2 separate regions of the Oncorhynchus mykiss genome follow, and region 1 is linked to region 2. A link is a contact called in public Hi-C data. All regions are on one chromosome and are shown on one strand. The core of a region is the stretch at or near the end of the contact, and the rest is flanking DNA. Distances in the headings are between cores, read along the strand shown.

Region 1 (7,447 bases), core at 92-2,591, 65 kb after region 2:
CAAAAGACCAATTAGTTAAAAAAATATATTTGAATTGTCTGCATGTGTATAAGCAGCAAGTGTGGCACACTTGTGACAACCTACCTCCATGATTCGGTGCTGGTGCAATCACGATTCCTTTCGCGTCCACTTTCGGTGAATTCTGTCCGTACATGCCATCGTCCTTGGTTAGAATTTGTTTAGGATTGCCTTTTGAGTCAAGTACGGTGGCATTGACCGTAGCACTAACATGGTCTTCCTTGCTGATGGTTTTGTCGGCACGGATCGACAGTATACATCTGGGCAGAACGAGCACCAACAAGACGACCGGGAGATAGCTGCATGGCGTTGCTGTGGTCCACCTCTTGGGCATCTTCGGAATGTCTTACTGTAATGTCCCCTTTACATCCAAGCTGTTATTCAGGGAATCGAACCACGACAAACGATTCCCCCCACACAAAAAAAATAAAAAAGACAGATGCTCGGCGTCTTCCGTGTGGCGTCCCGTCATAAAAACATGCTGTGCTCTTCACACAGTTGTCTTATTCCAATACATGTGTAGCCTACACTTCATTTGGAACGAAGCAATACATAATCATAAAAGCGCACATTAGATCTGTAGGGAGACGAGCTGAAATAATGACATTAAATGGCTTTGGGCAGATGTCAATTTCCTTATGTTCTACTTTTCTTATTTGCTTAATATTACAAGACAATCCATTTAACCTTTAATCGCATGAAAACCTAAGGAGAGCCCTTTATTTGAATATCATAGGCTCTAAATTAATGTCAACTATAATGCGCATGTATATCGTTCGAGTACTTAGCAGGCTATCCCGATAACAAATACATAGCCTATGCATTAAAATTAGAAGGTTATGAAAACCCAATAGACCGTATCGAGATTTTTAATAGCCGGCACGCTGTCTGAGTGGCAATGTATTTCTAAAATATGCTAACGTTACAGCTGTGTATTATTGCCACAAGTGAACAGCTGTCATTACTGATGTGTTCACAAAAGCGTGCCGATGATTGCCAGCTACCTTTGCTCGTAGCCACTAATGTTCGATTTTTTTCGCATTGATTCACAGTTTCGAAATCTATGACGCGGTACCTACCTTCTCCATTTCCTCGAACCAAAACGATATTGATACAAAACCTCTTCACTTGCTTTATTATTATGAACGTTCAGTGGCCCTTGCCATCAAAACAACGATAATGCGATTCACTCTCTGGTCTTTTCCTTCTGGATCCACACAGCGCAAGCGCAGCGCGACTTAGAAGAGGACGACAGCTGCGCTTGTAGGCCTACCATCACGCCAACGTTCTCAATATCTGAAAAGACGGCCACCTGTAGATAGCCTTACAATCACCTCACCTGTCAACATTAATGGTACCGTTATTTAATCAATTATAGCCTACTGATAAAGCGTGGTTTGGTCACAGTGCCCCTCATATCCAATTGTAGGCAGTCAATTAGGTTAAACGTTTTCAAGACATGTTCTAAACTGGTAGGCTATAGTCTTATTGATTAGAGGAACCAATATGTCACTATCCATCAGTGACAGGTTTATGCTATCAAAACCAAACTAAGCTATAAAGATCTATTTATGTAGCCTAATCTTGTGAATTTTGAGATTGTATGACAGTGTTTTCACCAAGGCCAATTTCGGGGAAAAGGGAACAAAAGACATGACAATCATCCAGACAAGGAGCACCTGCTCAAAGATTATGGATCCCCTTCACACACAGTGTGTGTGTGTTACACTGTTCCAATCTGAACACAAAATGGCTTCCCTTGGTGTTCCACTACTTAGTCCATTTGCCACTATATCCTCTGGTCCCGCTCTATCCATTGTTGACAGGCTCTTGTATTTTCCCACCTGTGCTGTGCTCTGGACAAAAGCCAGTCGATTTAAAACGAACAGCCAACAGTAGACTCAGGATGAAGCGGGGGAGTTTGAGAGTCTCTCCAGTCCATGGCCAGTGTACAGACTTTCAGCCATTATTAAAATCATGACTAGGAGGAAGGACGTGGGAGAATGAGGGAGAGAGGGATTCTGGCAGAGGAGGATAGGAGAGGGGGACTGATGGGGAGGAGAGGGAGAGCGTGGCGGAGGAGGACAGGAGAGAGGGAGAGTGTGGTAGAGGAGGAGAGGGGGAGTCTGGCAACAGGAGAGGAGCGAGTAAATTGTCTCCCCTTAGACCAGGCAGGTGGCTACATTGAGGGATCGGCTTACCTTTGGCAAGAAGAGAGCCCGCGGCCACCCGGGGCTCAGTGACAAGCTAATTGATACATGTCGCTCGGGCTTCCTCCTGTCACTAAATCCTTGCGGCACTGGAGAGACCTGCTTAGGTGGAAAATGACTGAATGATATAAGATCTGATTCTCAATGGAGTCGTGCAGTAAAGATCAAAGAGGTGCAGTACAGACATTAGAGAGACGTCTGGGTTGCTGTTACAGTACATCAAACCTGGATACTGTTATGGATGGCTGGATGGCTGTGAACTAAATCACCGAAGCTTTGGTGGGCGTTTGAAGTTACAGTACATTAGGAACGATGGGCTGTTTAACTACAGCATCTTCGAGATGTCACTCCTGATATGACAGAAAAACTAAGGGGGCGACATGCTGTCTACTTTAATTGAAGTAAATAAAGGTGTCAGAGCTGTCTCTGATATAAAATATCTGTTTTTGCCTAAGAAACATTGATTGTGCCTGTCATTTGTTTTTATGTAGGTATTCTTTCGCTTCCTCTGCCCTCTTATCAGTAGTGGAATTAGGTTTGAGATGTCCTATATTAATACATACCACTGTTGCTGACGTTCTGATGAATCAGAGACTGCGTGCAGGGCCTACAGGCAACGGAGTATTTTCCAAATTCCACCCACATATTTTCTCAGCTCAAGAAAACAGTTGCGCTTTATACTTTTGTTTGTCAAGACTGACCTCTGGTGGTTGAAGTAGGTAATAGGGAACAGTCTGGAAAATGCCAAACAGAACTCCACAACATTTTGTGTCTTGTAATTTCCTGTTTATTTAAATTAAATACGGACCAACGATACTCTATTAGGCAAAAGTGACTTCTAAGAAATGAATACTTTTGTTAAAAAAATCAAATCCATTCTCCATTCTCGTCTGTAGACTATTAAAACAATGAACTAGGTCAAATGAACTACAATGTAGTTCTGTCCAGTTTGCATGTGGGCAGTTCTATGTAAAAAGCCCCATTAACATTAACGTGAAGTTCATAGAAGCACAACACATTTGTGTCAAATGAAAGATAAGGGTCTATATTTGGTGAGAAAATAAGAGATATACACTGGGGTCCAAAATGATTAACACCCTTGTTAAATATTACCACTAATGTCTGTATAAAGTAAATTTTTCAAATAGTGAGCTACATTGTATGCTAAAAACAGGGGAAATTATATTAGGTTATACTAATACAGACCAACATGAAATATATTTTGTTTAACAAATACACACTTTTTTTTTCAAAAGGTAGGGTCCAAATTTACTGACACCACTACAGATTCTTAAAAATAAAGTAAGTTTAGTATTTGGTCCCATATTCCTAGTCTGCAGTGATTAAATCAAGCTTGTGACTCTACAAACTTTTTGGATGCATTTGCAGTTCATTTTGGTTGTGTTTCAGATTATTTTGTGCCCAATGTAAATAAATGGTAAATAATGTATTGTGTCATTTTGGTGTCACTTTTATTGTAAATAAGAATAGAATATGTTTTGAAACACTTCTACATTATGCAACCATTATTACTGATAACCATGAATGAATCACGAATAACGATGAGTGAGAACGCTACAGAGAGTCAAATATCATAACCCCAAGACATGCTAACATTCCCTGCCATTGTAATGGTGAGGTAAGCATGTCTTGGGGGTATGATATTTGTGCCTTTGTAACGTTGTATTGGTCAATCAGTAGTTTTTGTTTGGTACTTTTAAAGTGTCTCAGCGTCATTCTGTTACCATGGAATTGACCGTGTGTGAGCTATGATCAAAGTCCAACCACACAACTGTCGTATGGTTAGGTATGGTATGGTTTGTTATGGTTTGCTATGGTATGGTTTGGAATGGTTCGGTATGTGTGCAGATTAAGGACTAACTGCACAAATATGTTCAGTTGGTGCCACAATCCTAAGGAGGAGCAATAAACTAAGCTATGTAAACAATAATCCAGGTCTCACATAAAAGCAATAGTTGGATATTTCTCCATTCTGTCTTTGGGTGGAAAGCACATCCTCTATGCCCAGTGCATGATTATTGACACACTGTAAGCTTATTCCGAAGAACGACAGGAATGTCTTTCTCCTGGCATCAACACCTGAGGGGCTTTTTGTGGGTTGTGTTGTAAATGGTGTCTGAAGATGCACTACTGAGTCCAGTATGGATTAGAAAAAGATTGCTAAAAGGGAGAGGATGGGGAGTGTGTCGACGTTGCTTAGGACAGGATATTTCAATGAACGTCATTGCATGGAGCTCTTGAATACAATGACACTTACCTATGAAGTATGTGTTTGTGTGTTTTTGAATGTGTTTGTGTGTGACTGCCACTGTAGAGACAGTCACTGCAATACAAGTGGACTTGGTAAGAAAAGAACCAGCTCTACACCGCCACTTCAGATTCAAATTCCAGACTGCATCTCCTTTCATCAAGTGGATTTGGATAAGAGTACTCACAAAACTCCAGTCCGAGGCTAAAATATATTACTGAGCAGGTGGTAATAGGAGGAGAGGCTGTGTAACACAGAGAAGATAAAGGAAGGGAGAGGAACGTGTGAGGCAGGTCTCTGCTTGCGGAAGTACCTCCTTGCCACAACTTACAGATCCTCTACTGAACCATGGCTCTCTCTGCCCCAGCTGGGACTCTTCTTTTGCTGTTCTTTCTCTCCTCTCTTCTACATGGCTGTTCCCCCTCTTCCACCACGGAGGAATGCACTGGCGTCCGTAAGTTGATGCATCTCTTCTTCATTCGAAACTCCTTTAGGTCTTTTTTTCCATCAGGCAAACCATTAACCGAGGCTTTATCATAAAACATTCAAAATGTGTGTGATTTTTTTGTGTGTAGGTGTTCATGTTCAATCTTACTCATCTTGTTTTTTTTTTGTTATGTTGAAGATACCAGCATGCAAGCTGAACATACCTCTTATCTACAGAGTAGGAATGCGTTCGCTGAAACGGGCCTGAGCTCTCTGGGAACTTTCACTATAGCCTGCCGCCTAGCTGTTATGGCTTAACAGCAGCAAGCATGAATTTTTTTGGCTGATTTGAAAAAATGTGTCCACAACACTGAGCCACTACCAGGGTTACAGGTTACATTTTGAAATGTATTCTGTTACAGTTGGAACTTGGTAAAAAAAATTTAAAAATACACAATTGATTTGACCTAATATTACATTTGGTCATGAAGAGCACATGTTCAACTTGATACAAAAAAACATGTTTTCCCATCTCAAAAGGTGAAATAAAACGTATAATAAAAGTATTATAGTAAGTGCCTATTAAGTGCCCAAAAAAAGTAACAGGGTTGACCGTAACAGGGTTGACTATTTAATCTTAAATCAGCCATAAATACCCTTGTTACAGGGGGAATGTAAGCTTGTTGTGTGCAACAGAGTGGCAATTGAATCCAAGCTTCACAATTTTTTTCGAATAAATGTTCAAACAAGTCTAGCCTGACTATCTAGTGGGTAACACAGTTGACGTGCTATGCTCGACCCACACAGTATTCCACCACTAAACACCAGAAAATGGCCAAAAAGAGTAGAACCAACTCACCTGCTTTTACACTATGATTTGACTTTTAGATGTAAAATGTTTATTTTGAAATAAATATTTAAAAAGGAATAGATCCACCATATTAAAACAACAGTCTAGTTCACGAGAAAGTGTTGACCTTAAAATGAGGGACAGATGTAAATGAATCACTAATCACATGAAGTAAATAATCATCTTCAGAAATGACTGTCAAAGCAACAAAAATAACTAGGGCTTTACAATGATGGTGAAACTTGGAGACATTTTGGGGTTAAGTGGGTTAAAATCTTTCTAGAAGTCACAAAGGGTGCATGGAGGGGCATGACAAAATGATGAGTTTTTCTCACATTAGTAAGTCTTTATTAATACAAAAAATCGGATTGATTTCTCTGTGTTAAAATCCAATCTTGTTGGACAATTTCTACTTAAAATATCAAAAGGGATGCAAAAGGCACTCATTTCGTGGATTGACACAGTTATTGGTAAACATTTTGGACAGGTAACTAAGTAACGGAACTTTGAAATGACACAAACTCCGTAACGTAATCTGATAACGTTCAGTTACTTTTGGATTCCTTTTCCCTTTAGAGGCATTAAGAAGAAGAAGACAAGAAAGATCCATCAAACGCATATGGTGTGTCATCATAGTGGTCTGTGACTCGCTCAGGTGGACCAAACTTAAACTTTTTCAATGCTGAATTGAATGTCATTGAGAAAACGGCAAGGTGTCATAATGTTTTTTTTCTTCTCTCGCAAACATAATTTCTGATTTTAAAAGTAATCCAAGAAGTTAAGTTTTTCTAAAGTATCTGTAATCTGATTATAATATTTTATCTGGTAATGTAACTGTCACGCCCTGACCTTAGAGATCCTTTTATTTCTCTATTTGGTTAGGTCAGAGTGTGACTAGGGTGGGTGGGCATTCTAGTTTTTCATTTCTAGGTTGGCCTAGTATGGTTCCCAATCAGAGGCAGCTGTCTATCGTTGTCTCTGATTGGGGATCATGTTTAGGTAGCCTTTTTCCACCTGTTGTGTGTGTGGGATCTTGTTTTTGTATTGTAGTCTTTTTGCATGTCAAAGCGGCACATTAGTTTAGTTAGTCTTTACTGTTTTGTTGCTGGTTCACATTAATAAACATGATGGGGGCCTCCCGGGTGGCGCAGTGGTTAAGGGCGCTGTACTGCAGCGCCAGCTGCGCCACCAGAGACTCTGGGTTCGCAGGCAGGCTCTGTCGTAACCGGCCACGACCGGGAGGTCTGTGGGGCGACGCACAATTGGCCTAGCGTCGTCTGGGTTAGGGAGGGTTTGGCCGGTAGGGAAATCCTTGTCTCATCATGCACCAGCGACTCCTGTGGCGGGCCGGGCGCAGTGCGAGCTAACCAAGGCTGCCAGGTGCACGGTGTTTCCTCCGACACATTGGTGCGGCTGGATGCGCGCTGTGTTAAGAAGCAGTGCGGCTTGGTTGGGTTGTGTATCGGAGGACGCATGACTTTCAACCTTCGTCTCTCCCGAGCCTGTACGGGAGTTGTAGCGATGAGACAAGATAGTAGCTACTAAACAATTGGATACCACAAAAATTGGGGAGAAAAAGGGGTAAAAAAATACAAAAATAAACATGATGAACGCCTTCCACGCTGCACCTTGGTCCAATCCTTCCAACAACAATTGTTATAGTAACTGATTACA
Region 2 (6,563 bases), core at 4,060-6,559:
ATTTATTGGGAAAATGTCTAAAAAGTCATCCTTGTGCTTGGAGTTGTATGGTTTGTTTAACTTTGCAATCATTGGTTTTTGTTTGGCATACATTTTAAAGTGGAAAATCTGAGTCTCTGCATCATTCCCTAACCGTGGAATTGCCCATTGTGAATCTTCAAAGATCCTCAACATGCTATACAACCTCAAGTCAAGAGAGTGATACATGGAAGATGACCCAGACCGCCCTTTGATTCACACTAATCATCAATACCATTCAGGCCAGCCTGAACAAGAGCTAAGCAGAGATATGTGGAAGTTGTGACCTGATACGATTCTGATGTGGGAGGATAGACCTCTACTGTAATCGCTAAGAAAGTGCCACCAACTGGGGATAATGCTGCATTACAGCCAAATACACAGAGTATACCAAACATTAGGAACACCTTCCTAATATTGAGTTGCAATATTACTACCATACCCCATTCAAAGGCACTTAAATATTTTGTCTTGCCCATTCACCCTCAATGTCACACATGCACAATCCATTTCTCAATTGTCCTCAAGGCATAATCAATTCTTTAAGCTGTTTCCTCCCCTTCCTCTATACTGATTGAAGTGGATTTAACAAGTGACATCAATAAAGGATCATAGCATTCACCTGGTCAGTCATAGTGTATTTTCAAGTCAAGGTCATGAATGAGCAAAGAAGAACATGAAATTTCAACCTTTAATAGCGAGGTGTGTCTGGTTCGGGAGCACAAGAGTGATGGGTGTCTTTCATTAAATATAGAAATACACACACACACACACACACACACACACACACACACACGGAAAGTATTGATTCCGAAAGAGAATATAACAAGTCAAAAGGAGGGAAGATTTAATGTCTCAAAGCGCTTTGCCCTATTACAACCACTAAAAACAATTACAGCCAGGCTCAGTCAGTACAGTAGTACAAGATTACAAAATACAATACAGAAACATATGGCAGAAGAAGGCAACATTGCCATGAGGCTGCGCCAGAGAAAGGATCGAGAGGGGCAATAAGGCGATCATCTTCACTTCTCCCACTCCAGGCTGAAAGAGAAGGAAGAGGAAATGAACAATGTTAGAAAAGGTAGCAGAAGAAAGAGAGCATTAAAGACACGTAGGAACAGAGAAGGGGAATGTAATTGATCGGGGAAAAAAATAATTTTAATCTTCTATTAAACCATGATTTTCTCGTGTTAAGGCACTTAGCTCTAATACTTTTGAAGTTTGTCTGAGAGGGGATGGATGGAGCCTTCCGTGTTACTTTATACAGTATCCTTGTTAGTTCAAGTGGAAACATTCACAATCCAATATTTAATTACTTTTCAAACTCTCTCTGTATCAGATACATGCCAGTACCCATGTCAACTGTACTTAACTTTAGTACACATATATTGTACAGTATGAAACAATTGTGCTGTTAAAGTATTTCGATTTCTGTTAGCTGCGATCCAAGTTGAGTAAATTCATGGAAATAGAAGTTCGCCACATTTGAATATTCGTCTGACTGTTTTGCATCTGTCTGGACAATATCCAAACTCCATTGTCTTGACAATGGTTCAAAGTAGCCTGAGTATAGCCCTGGATACGGGCTTAGTTAAGCAGACATTAAATAGACAACAATAATCTATGACTCAAGCTTAATCAATAGGCTTGATTGAAATGTAATTAAGGAGTAGACATATTGACTGTATTGAATTCTGGAAGTGTATGGTGGTACTCACTCAGGGCTGGAGAAGCTGGCTGTGGCCTTGATGATCATAAAGCACAGAGTGAGAGTGCTGAGAAGGCCGAAGCTGGCGATTATAAACCACTCCTCTGTCAATAAAAGGAAAGGGGGGGGGGGGGGGGTCATTGCAGCCCAACATGCATTGGGTTAAAAACCGACGAGGCCAAACAGGAAAACACAACAAAAGATCTTTCCTCTTTGAAAACCAGCAGTAAAGTCAGGAAAACTAAGAGATAAAGAAAAGACGTCCTTAAGATCCAGAGGAGAGCGACACGGAGAGAGGCAGGAGAAAGGAGACATTCACCAGGACAAGCTTGAAGATCGAAGAGAAAGACCTGGAAGCATGGGCATAGCGTAAAGACCGTTATGTACACACATCCACACCGCAAGCCATCCACACATGCATCCACACTGCAGACGTATCCAACGACGACAAAAAGAGACACCGAGGCACATCTAGGTCCATCTACACTGCATGTTACTAACGTAATGTGCAGTCTCTTTAAATTGAGAAAAGTCAGGTAAAACTGTCCACATTGAAAGAGAACAGGCATAACTTTCACTATAGGAGCCCTTTGAGGTTTACCAGAAATGAGAGAAACCTGGGTCACATTATCCAACAGCAGAAATTGGGTGGATTTATATAAGACTGTCTTCAATGAATTTATGAAAGTAGGCCTATCCTGAAACAGGTTTAGGTATTAAGAGTTATCTAACAAATCTTATTCACTATTATTCAGATTATGAACTACTCAAAGGATCAGCCATTCATTCAAATGTATGTTTTATTTGATTTATTTAACCTTTATTTTAACTAGGCAGGTCAGTTGAGAACAAATTCTTATTTACAATGATGGCCTACCAAAAGGCAAAAAGCCTCCTGCGGGGACGGGGGCCTGGGATATAAAAAAATCTAGGACAAAACACACATCACAACAAGAGAGGCAACACGACATAAAGAGAGACCTAAGACAACAACATAGCAAGACAGCAACACATGACACACAGCATGGTAGCAACACAGCATAACAACATGGTAGCAACACCGTATGTATTACTGAATTATTATTACTAGCTATAAGTGAAAGAATGATAAACAAGGAGTACTGCAGTAATAAACAAGTCGTAGTACTGCAATAACTGCAGTGCATGCTCTTATTTTTTTTGGTGCAGTGCTGTGAAATCACATCTTCCCCTCCTTCATAAATAGTTATGCACAGTAAAACAGACTGTGGTTCAAGAGGTCATCTTAGGTCAGTTGTGCATTTTGCCTTCTCATGGCTGGGGTTAGGATCAGTTGGATAGGGATTATGGATTAAACAGACAGCGGCAGCGGGGAGTCAGAGGAGGGTGCAGGGAGCAATGTGACCTACAAGAGACAAGTCTCTGGGGGGGGGGGGGGGGGGGGGGGGTCTGTGTCCAAGGGAAAGAGTGAAAGGAGACTGAAATCTAAATGAGTCAAAGACAAAGAGATACAGAGAGAAAGAGACAGAGAGCAGGAGAGGATCCAGAGGTTGTCGTGTAAATCCTTTTAAAAGTGGTTGTCTTTTTGCTGACAATACAGAACACCACTAATCTCACTTTTAGTGAAGGGAGGGATTTAGGATCTATCTTTTGAGTTTGTGTGTGTGTGTGTGTGTGTGTGTGTGTGTGTGTGTGTGTGTGTGTGTGTGTGTGTGTGTGTGTGCAAGTGGTTTAGAATTATCATTTTGCCTTTAGTTTAACCTAATATAAATTGCATAACAAGATATATATAATATATAAATAAATATTTCATTTTTCAGAGGCTAATGCCTTCACTAAGTTTGTGAACTATGAAAAGGCTACATTTTATTTATTCCTATGTTACGCTTACATAATAATTATATACATTTGGTGGATGTTTATATTTGCCCCTCTTTACACAGATACAAGTGTGCATTATACGCATGTGTGAATTGGAAATGTTTTTTTTTTTTTTTTTTGCATATCCCAACTCTCCCTGAGACACACTCGGAGAGTGGGGTCACAGCCAGGGTAGGGTCTGCCATTATCAACAATGACCCTGGAGCAATTAGGGTTAAGTGCCTTGCTCAAGGGCACATCAACAAATGTTCCACCTTGCCAGCTCAGGTATTTGAACTAGCGACCTTTCAGTTACTGGCCCAATGCTCTAACCGTTAAGCTACCTGCCGCCCTGATTTGCAAGGATCAAATAAAACTGTGAGAAACTTGAAGTAGGTGCATGGGTCACAGTGTGTTCTGATTTTATAATGCTGAATGTAACCTTTCATATCAATAAAGTCATTTGAAATAAAATCTAAACTTGAGTTGAAGACTAGAATGGTTGTCCAGGGCGGAAGCTGCTTACTGGTGACGGCGATGTTGATCTCTCCGGTGCGGGGGGTGAGCTCTCCGCTCTCTGAGGGGATCTGGGGTCCAGTGCCGGGGTGGCCTTGCTGCAGGGGCTCCAGGCTGATGGATGTCTCACTGGACAGGTCCACCAGGGCTGTCCGCTGGCTGGCTATCGTCTGGCTGCGTCCTATCCTGTGGTCCATGTCGAAGCCGACGTTGTCCACGCACGGCAGGTTGGGCTAAAGGGGGTAGGGGAGTAAACACAAGGGTTAGAGGAATGTTATGGCTAGTGGTTAAACAACGGTTAGAGGAATGTTATGGCTAGTGGTAAACACAACGGTTAGAGGAATGTTATGGCTAGTGGTTAAACACAACGGTTAGAGGAATGTTATTGTTAGTGGTTAAACACAACGGTTAGAGGAAAGTCTCATTTGTGTCATATTAACTTGTTAGGTCATGCTGATCGCTAACCCTGATTTTGACCATGACCTTAACATGAACACTTAACTTCAGAGAAAATAGCTCTTGTAGCAGCAGCTCATCAGATGTGATGATACCACTTGGTTTGACTAGTTTCTGACGTCTGAGCAATAGTTCCATAACTTACCAGCAGGGGGAATACTAGGACTACGGATGAGATCACACACAGCTGGCATAAACAGATGGTTACGCAATTGCCTGGGCCATGTTCAGTCGCCAAACATTCTCAAACGTTGCAGATAGAAATTCCATGAATAAAGCTGATGTGACTCCTTATGCTACATGTCAGAGAGGCATGTTTGTTCTACATTGCCTATTTCTGTCTGAACGTTCCAAAACGTTGCATCGTACTGAGCGCGCCAAAGGATGAACATGGTCTGTCACAATGACGGGAGTAGCAGCATGTGAAGGGCAACCTGGGGAAATAGCGCCTTAATCTACAACACAACACAGGTTGTGTTGTATTCTACTGTTAATTAACATAACCATTTAATTGAGATAATGACAATATATTAAGGCAATCTTTTTCCTCATTATTTGGGTCAAGAGTCGTTTGTGACGTTGATCACATTATTTATTTTTCAAATGAGTACTGGCATTGCCGGATAACATTTGTATACTGACTTCTAACACATTTCTACTGATAAGGAATTGAGATACTGACTATACTAATACTCACCATGATGCCCAGAGCTTTGAGGATGTTCAGTTTACACATGGGACACGTACAGTGCTCATTCAGCCAGGGGTCCACACACAGCTTATGGAAGACATGTCTGTGCAGAGAGACACAGAAGCAAAGAACACGGTTGAAGAGCAGGAAACCACCTTCACAAACAAGCCCCACAACAGCCTACATGCGACTCTTCAAAGTCAGACATGGCCGTCTTTACGTCCTGCGATTGCACAATGACCGCTCTGTTTGAGCTGACAAGGAGGGCCTAGAGTATGAACGAGCAAATGTAACACTTTATTAAGGTCCTGCAATAAACCATTTATTAACAGGTTTACATACTATTTCTGAATCATTACTCCTACATTTGTAAATGTCAATAAGCAATCTCTAAAGAGTCATTGATGCATTTATAAGCACTATTTTAACTGAACTGCCTTTCTCGTCAGCACGCTAGGCTTGCTAATGCTAAGCTAGCATGCTGATGAAGAAGGCAGTTTACTTAAAATAGTATTTATAAATATAATGTATAAATGTGGACCCCAGGAAGGGTAAATGCTGCTTCAGCAACAGCTAATGGGGATCCTAAAATAAAAAATAACAAAACAAGACTTAAGAGATTGCTTAAATGGTAAGTCAACTCTCTACAACCTGTTTATTATAAATGGTTTATTAAGGGACCTTATTATAAAGTGTCACCGAAACGAGTCACGCTTTAAAGACACAGTGATCACTGTGGCGCAACTTGGACACAAGGTTGACATTGTCTGTCCGTCATGACACAAGACAGCCATTGTGGATCTGAGAGAAACGTCATGTTTGAGATAGCGGTCTGCTCCTTATTTTGATATGATGCCGGACGGCCAGTTTCAATGCACTTCAAAAAGGACCATTAGGACCAGAATTACTGTAGCTTGTCTTGCCTACCTCATAATATAATCACTAACCTTAACAGCTTAATGGCTTTATCAAAAGCATGGTGCATAGATTATTATTACAACATTAAAGATCCTCATGATGAGCATCCATAAAACAATACAAGGCCCCATTACATCATCGCTAAAGAACAAATCCTTAAGTGCCAGTACCAACCATGCATAATAGAAAATACTTAACCGCCGATTCCTAAGGACAAACATAAAAGTGCACGTTGATTCTGTTAAGTGCCTGTCTAACATGGCCGGGCATTTCCTGGGCATGTTCTGTTCCTTATCGAAGCCACTTGCAGCGGCCCTCTACCAATGCTTTACTTTCTTTCAAGGGGGGCACAGAAAACAAGGACTCCATGCATTAATGATGAGTCCGTTTACCATACAATGGCTTGGGGAGAAA

What was found. Hi-C and Micro-C count contacts between places; a contact is called where the count stands out from the background.
Region 1: a contact with region 2 is called in a Hi-C map of liver, with 8 times the contacts expected there. The contact joins the promoter of LOC110488913 here to the enhancer-like site in region 2. A contact is called at or near these places in 2 of 3 Hi-C or Micro-C datasets (blood and liver).

The regions. Positions count from the first base shown.
Region 1 is chr14:16,191,291-16,198,737 of USDA_OmykA_1.1, forward strand. It overlaps LOC110488913 (E3 ubiquitin-protein ligase RNF130), which reads right to left and starts at 1,342. Exons shown (of 8, transcript XM_021561376.2): 1 at 85-1,342. The coding sequence starts at 352. It overlaps LOC110488916 (proteinase-activated receptor 4-like), which reads left to right and starts at 4,813. Exons shown (of 2, transcript XM_021561379.2): 1 at 4,813-4,951. The coding sequence starts at 4,846.
Region 2 is chr14:16,121,887-16,128,449 of USDA_OmykA_1.1, forward strand. It overlaps LOC110488913 (E3 ubiquitin-protein ligase RNF130), which reads right to left. Exons shown (of 8, transcript XM_021561376.2): 6 at 5,238-5,334; 7 at 4,095-4,317. Among protein-coding and RNA genes, the nearest start is that of LOC110488912, 11 kb to the left of the region's middle. Within about 2 kb of position 5,310, at least 4 of the 11 cell types and tissues checked have an H3K27ac peak or open chromatin away from gene starts, as enhancers often do.